Linked DNA regions of Mus musculus: region 2 is linked to region 1. Evidence: chromatin contacts called from public ChIA-PET data. All regions are on one chromosome and are shown on one strand. The core of a region is the stretch at or near the end of the contact, and the rest is flanking DNA. Distances in the headings are between cores, read along the strand shown. Region 1 has its middle 18 kb from the start of 2310069B03Rik. Region 2 holds the start of Sema4f (sema domain, immunoglobulin domain (Ig), TM domain, and short cytoplasmic domain).

Evidence for each region. ChIA-PET counts read pairs in DNA pulled down with a chosen protein or histone mark.
Region 2: an RNA polymerase II ChIA-PET map of memory CD8 T cells shows a contact between it and region 1, with 30 read pairs. The contact joins the promoter of Sema4f here to the enhancer-like site in region 1. A contact is called at or near these places in 16 of 39 promoter capture datasets (the 3T3-L1 cell line, 3T3-L1-derived adipocytes, the SN4741 cell line and 12 more), 2 of 15 datasets of contacts at CTCF or cohesin (CD8 T cells and the NIH/3T3 cell line), 3 of 115 datasets of contacts at active chromatin or transcription factors (CD8 T cells, memory CD8 T cells and pancreatic cancer cells) and 1 of 9 other capture datasets (adipose tissue).

Annotation. Positions count from the first base shown.
Region 1 is chr6:82,861,695-82,865,224 of GRCm38.p6, reverse strand. No RefSeq gene overlaps it. Among named protein-coding and RNA genes, the nearest start is that of 2310069B03Rik, 18 kb to the left of the region's middle. Within about 2 kb of position 1,579, at least 159 of the 459 cell types and tissues checked have an H3K27ac peak or open chromatin away from gene starts, as enhancers often do. A contact at or near this core is called in 3T3-L1-derived adipocytes, CD8 T cells, the NIH/3T3 cell line and 7 more, where this site is marked.
Region 2 is chr6:82,937,787-82,941,316 of GRCm38.p6, reverse strand. Sema4f (sema domain, immunoglobulin domain (Ig), TM domain, and short cytoplasmic domain) reads left to right here and starts at 1,548. Exons shown (of 14, transcript NM_011350.4): 1 at 1,548-1,856. The coding sequence starts at 1,694.

The sequences.
Region 1 (3,530 bases), core at 330-2,829:
TCCTGAGAGCTACTACACCTAGTTCAGGACTAAAAGCGAGAGCTACCACACCTGGCTCAGCTAGGCGACTTCTAAGTGGAATTTGGAGAGTGTGAGAAAACCCTTTGGGGTTCCTCAGGAAGGAAGAATGTGGTCCTAAGAAGAACTGCCCCCATGGACATGAAGGGCCAGGGTTTGTCAGCTGCATCGATGCCTCCTGTGGAATTTCTGGGAGGTGGAGGTGGAGGTGGGTAGGAACTGCTCCTTCTCAGTCATCCCTGGGGAACCTCTAGAGCTTAGATTATAGATGTTAGCTCTTTTTATCCCTTGGCTCACTCCAAGGCCAGGGCTTCTTCTGCTTCCAGGTTCTCCAGTCTCTGCTAGGGCTGTGAGGTTCCAGTGGAGTGGGAGCCAGTGGCTTCCGGCCTGAAATAAGACAGCTTGGCCCAACTCTGTTTCTGTTTCACTGTGTGGCCTTCAGTTGTTGCTCACTGGATGCTGGGCTTGAGGTTTCCTACCTGGTTTTGATTTTGCCTCTTTGGTTTGGGCTTTTTTTTTTTTAAGAAAAATTCTCCTGCTATTCCCCTGGCTGCCCTGAAACTTACTATGTAAGCCAAGACCCCAGGCAGTTCTACTGCCTCAGCCTCCCCACCAAGTGCTGGAATTACAGGCATAAGCCACCTTGCCAGCTTCCTATCTGTTCAAGAACTCTAAAGATTCTCTCATCTTTGAAGCACATTTTTTTTTTCCTATTGAGACAGAGTCCCACTATGTAACCCTGACTAGCCATGAACTTGCTGGGTAGTTCATGCTGGCCTTGAACTAATGAAGATCCCCCTGACCTGCCTCTGCTGGAATTAAAGGTATTCGCCAATGTGCCTTGCCTAAATCTCCCAGTTTTGAAATGCTGGGATTTTCTTCTTCCTCTCATGCTCACATAAACAACTTTATTTAAACATAGTGGGGCACACACACACCCCTCTCCAAGGTAAGCTAGGGGTGTTGAAATGGCTCAGTGGATAAAGGCAATTTCCAGAAAACCTGGTAAACTGACTTTAATCCCCAGGACCTATATAATGGAGAGAACTGGCTCCTGTAAATTATCCTCTGACCTTGACATTCTCTCTCTCTCTCTTTCTCTCTCTCTCACACACACACACAAACACACACACACACACACACACGTACAAAGTAATAACTAAATATAATTGCTTTTTAAGTAGGAGGGGAAGTCATTAGAAGGTAGGAAGGGTTGAGTGGGAAGGAGAAGGATAGAAATGGGGGTAAAAATGACCAAAATGACCAAAATTCAGTATATGCATTTATGAGCTTGTTAAAGAACATTCAAAACCCACACACAGCTGCTGAGAGTCCACATCTCTCACGCGGACGCTGCTGTGCAGACTGTTGATACTGCTGCTGTCTCAGAGAAGTATTTTGGGGGGCCGGGATTCCCTTCCAGAGGAAGTGGTTAGCTTTGAGTTTACAGGCAGGCAGCCCGCCTGTGCCAGGCCATGGCAGCAGAGGGCTGTGTTGGGCTCCTGGGGCAGGCAGAGGTTCTGGGGAGCTCTGTCTGCTGCTGCTGTGACTCACTGCAGTCCTTGTGATTGTGTAACAGTGAGGACAGGCAACATGACCTATGTGCTTGTGGCTGCCACCGGCCTCTCCCAACCCATGTGCTACATTTTTTTTTTTCCTTCCAGCCTCCTCTGGGATATGTGCTCCCTTTGAGTTCATCTTTGGAACGCGCCTGGCAGTGTGATCAGAAAACAGGTGGGACAGGAACTGTTCCATTAATGGGAGGGAGCCCAGCTCTTATGAGAAGCTGGAGTCAGCATGTGGAAGTCTGCATTACCAAGCCCTGGCTTGCCCTCCTCTGCCATCCTACCCACCAGCGTGCCTCACCCCACCAGGCTCCTCAGGCAGGAAAATCAAATCCCTGAGAAGAGAAGGCCTCACCGATGCACAAAGGGGGATAAAGGGTCAGGATTCTGTGGCTGGGTCAGTGGCCTTTCCAATATTTGGAGCAGAGGGAAGGATATTAAACCCATTTCTCAGATTCGTGGTTGCGCACTCCCATCTCTTAGCCATACCCAGGGAAACCCCAGCATGTAGACTCTTGCTTTCTCCTCATATCGGAGGCTAAAGCCCGTATCCAGGTTCGTAGGTCCCTGAATGCTTTCCCTGGACAGAAGCGTCTCTTTCCACCTACGTTCACAGGCCCTGCCTCCACCCCCACCCACCCCTACAAATAATACACTGCAACGCGAACCAGCATTTGGGAGGCGGAGGCAGGAAGATTAGGAGTTAAAGGTCAGCTGCTGCTACAGGATCCACAACACATACACGGGAGGGTAGGATCAGATCAAGGCCAGCCTGGGCTACAGGAGACTCTGTACATACACAAACAACAATCCCCCCACCTGCCCACCAGAGAGAGAGTGCCGTGAACGCCTCCCCCTTTGGCTCACCCCACACTTGCCCTTTCCCTTTGCAGACTGCTGGACTATGAGTCTGCCCTTTCTGCCTGCGCTCCTTTAGCTGACACCTACATGGTGACCTTCTCGTCACTCAATCCCTGGGTCTTTTTTTAGTCCTCATCCAATTTAACCTCTAGGGACATGTGACACTCGGACCAGCTGCTCCCTCCTCTGTCTCTCCCCTGGCTGCTGTGACCTGTTTGCTTATTCTGCCTGTTTCTGAGGTCCCCGCTGCTCCCACCTCTGGCCTGCCTCTCCCAGACGTCTATACTTGTGTGTGCACCTGTAGGTAGGTAGGTAGATGCTGTTCCCGGCTAAGGATTTAAGTAGCAAAACCACATTACACCGCAGCATAAAATGGGGATCTTGATGGGGGTGATGACAGGATGAAGACAGGACTGGAGCCATAATTAATGGCAAGCTTTGATTTTAAAAGACACGATGAAATCATTAGCTCATCGAACAGATCTGGTCATGTGATTCTGCTTTTCAAAGTCCAGGATGACACACCACTGCCCAATTCCTTCCCTCTGATTCTCCCAGGCTAATCCCACTGAGCTCTCCAGCTCATTTCCTGTTTCTGGGCCTTGATGTAACCTGATCTCTGCTCACTGGGCATGCCTTTCCTCTCAGTCCACTGATAATCCATTTGCTTTTTAAAAGGTCTTTCCAGGGGCTGGAGAAATGGCTGGGTGGTTAAGAGCACTTGCTGTTCTTGCAGAAGATCCAAGTTTGGTTTCTAGCGCTCACACATTGTGTGGCCTGTAAGCCCAGGTGCAGGGGAGCCAGTGCCTCTGACCTTCACAAGCTCCCACACCCATGCATATGCCAACACATAGGAACATATATATATAATCAAAATAAATAAGTATTTAAAATAAAGATGTTTCCAGCATTATTTTAAAGTCTTTCTCACTCTTTAAGACGACTTCTCTCCCCACTCATCTTTCTCTGTCAGTAACAAATAAATAAACTTCTACAACCCTCAACGTCTATATCTGAAGAGTGGAAATAATCATGGGACCCACTTCACTGTGAAAAGAGGGTTGCATACGCTAAGTGGTGTTTGGT
Region 2 (3,530 bases), core at 299-2,798, 76 kb before region 1:
AACATACAGATTGCATACATAAGCTCATACTACAACCTATACTGTTCATTCCCCCCCCCTTTTTTTTGGTCATTACCACTAAATTCTCTTTCTCAATATGAAAGTGAGGGTTGGTAAAGGGCTTGTTGACATACCTAAGTGGGTAGGAGTTTTAAAAAGCTAAAAACTGCCTGTTTGTAGGAAGTCTGTCAACCCTGCATCTGAGACAGCAAATCCCAATACAGTTCCCAATAGCACACCACTGGGGATGTTAACTTCTGTTTCAGGTCTCCCTCCCAGGATGGCAAGGAGATGATACGGAATCATAAGTGAAACACCTGGTAAGCGCAAGTTCCCTCTGAGACAGGAGGAAGTTACTTCACATGTCAGAGTCCTGCCCTAAACCACAGCTTCTGTAGAAAACCTGGGCACTTGACTCCTTAAAGGCTGCCTAGAAATGAGGTAGTTTTACGTGAAGAACAGGGCCAAGGCACCACTCCAGGTCTACTGCATTGGGTGTATTTCTGTGGAGTCTCCTCTCAAATACACAGTGGTCATTCCTGACTCTGGCCAGCACACTTCCCAGTCTCCTTAGTTCTTTTATTTTATTTATTTTACTTTTTTTTTTAATGTATTCACTATTGTTCTCTTCAGACACACCAGAAAAGGGCATCAGATCCCATTACAGATGATTGTGAGCCACCATGTAGTTGCTGGGAATTGAACTCAGAACCTCTGGAAGAGGAGTCAGTGCTCTTAACCCCTGGACTATCTCTCCAGCCCAATGATTCAAAGTGGGACCGTTAACAATGTCTACTTGATAGAGTCTAGAACCACCCAGAGACAAAACTGGACGAGCTACTGTGAGGGAGTCTCTCGATTTTGTTGAGGTGGGAAGACCCACCCTGACTATGGATGGCACCATACTCTGGGCTAAGCTCTCTTCTTCCTATTGCAGATGCAATGTGACCAGACTTTTCAGTTTTTTGCCACCCTGCTTTTCCATCATGGCAGACTATATCTTCCAACTGTGAACCAAAATAAACCCTTCCTTAAGTTGGACCTTAGCAATGAGAAAAGTAACTAATATATTCATAAGTATATTTGCATTTTAATTTATTTATTGTGTGTATGTGTGTTGGAGGCCATTAGTACCATGGCGTGCATGTGGAAGTCAGAGGACCATCTGAGCAAGTGGATTCTCTGCTTTCCATGTTGTTGGGTCCCGGGGTGGGGGCAGTGGTTAAATCCAACTCAGACTTCAAGTTTAGCAGCTGGCCCCTTATACTCACTGAGCCATCTTACAGGAACAAAAAAAATAAATAAAAATCTGAAAAATCTGGTGCTCTTAGTAGCACAGATATGGATATTTGGGGATTTGGAGCAACTGCTACAAATTCACTGGTGACTCCAGACCTAGGAACGTTTCCATCCTTCTGAGGAAGAAACCCACACCTACACCTGTCCTAGCTCCGCCTACACCTGGGTAGGGCCTCTCTTCCTCGTCCCTCCTCCACTCAATTTTCATTGGTTATAGGAAGAAACCGGTCCTCCATTGGTTCCTTTGTGAGTGGGAGGAGTCGGGTTGTGTTTCATCTCACCGCTGCAGGCCGAGCTCGGCCGAGGGTACCCGAGAGGGGCCGAGGCCCGCGCAGTAGCGGTACTGAGTAGAGGCTGCCCGACGCGCCCCACCCGGCACCAGGCGGAGCCAGAGATGCTGGCCAGGGCCGAGCGGCCCCGCCCGGGCCCCCGGCCGCCTCCGGTCTCTCTCTTCCCGCCGCCGTCGTCGCTGCTGCTGCTGCTGCTGGCGATGCTGAGCGCCCCGGTGTGCGGCCGCGTCCCCCGCTCGGTGCCCAGAACCTCGCTGCCCATCTCCGGTAAGATGCAGGAACCCTTGTCCTCAGCCCTTCGCACGGTACCCTGCCCTTGCCAGCAGGTGCCCACACCCACCTGCCCTGCTAACTCCAGTGACAGCCATCTAAGGCCCCTCTGCACGGTGCACACCCCTGTGGGACCAAAGCTGAGACTTCTACCCTGCATCTTTCTATCTCATCTCATCCCACCCCACCTTACTCCATCCCACCTATCCCACCCCCAACCTGGCCCTGCACCTCAGCTCCCAAGACACAACCAGGGTGCTCCCGAAGCCCCTCTTTTCATTAGGGTGCAGTCCTTTACCCTGTAGACCTGGATACTGAGGCCCATGGAGGGCCTGGGGTTTGCCCAAGGTTGTCCATTTCAGTCCTTTATCCCTGTTGCCCACACATACACCCACACCCATCACTTCATTTCCAAGCTCCTGCTATTCCCTGTCTTCTTGCTCTTTCATTCTAATGGGTCATCCCTAGCCCAGAATTTCCGCCCTTTTAGCTTCATTCCCCCCACCCCCACGTCATCCTTTTAAATGCCCTCCCACCCTCATCCAGACCTGTATCCCTCCTGCCCACTTTCCTTATGGCTGACATCCATCCTCCGCTATCAATTCACTTTAACTTTAATTCCCCGAATGTCCGCTGCTCCCCCTGCCCATTCCCTACTTTGAGTGCTAGAAAACACTTCAATGAGCCCATTCAAAGTTCTTCACACAAAACAAAGGAGGGGCTGGAGAGATGGCTCTGTTGTTAAGAGCATTTGGCGGCTTTCCCAGGAGATCTGAGTTCTGTTCCCAGCACCCATGTCAGTGGCTTACAACCACCTGCAATTCCAGCTCCGAGGGAACAGGATTCTGTGGTTACTTATAGTGCATATATACAGACACTAATATACATACATACATACATACATACATACATACATACACACACACATTATGTTTAAAGAAACATAAAAATTATATATTTAATAAAACAAGATAGGGTTTAGGTTCTTTATGAAGACATGGAAAAAGCATAAATGGTGCTCACAGTTTAAATACTTTTTGCTGATCTGGACATGAGTGTGGCACGGGGCTTGTTTTCTTCTCAGTGGGTACAAATGACGCCACAACTCACAACTGGGTCACAGAAACTTAAAGCTTATGCTTAGGCCAAATGACATACACGGATGCTGAGTCCAGAAGTCAAAGCTGAGACCAGAACCTCTGGGGTTTCAGTTTGTGCTGAACCCATACCCTACAAAGAGAGTTACAGATGCCAGTCTTCGCTGATATCCAGGGATCCAGAGAGGCCCAGATGGCAAGGCAAAGCAGAGTAGGTAACACAAACGACTTGGTTCTCCAAAGCCAGAGGTGGAGCAAAGGGGAATTCATGAAAAGCTGTTGTGAACTTTAAATAGTTAAGTGTTTTGGATGCTGAAAATGAGTTGAGTCTGAGTCTAGGTGGAATGCATGGGAAGGAAGGAAGGAAGGGAGGGAGGGAGGGAGGGAGGGAGGGAGGGAGGGAGGGGGGAGGGAGGAGGGGGAGAGGGAGGGAGGGAGGAAGGGAGGAAGGAAGGAAGGAAGGAAGGAAGGAAGGAAGGGTCTGTGAGATGGTGGCATGTTCACTCATGTAATTCTCCCAACACTCTTCAAGGAAGAGGAGGCTCTCAGAGTGCACACAGTGGTAAGGGAAGAG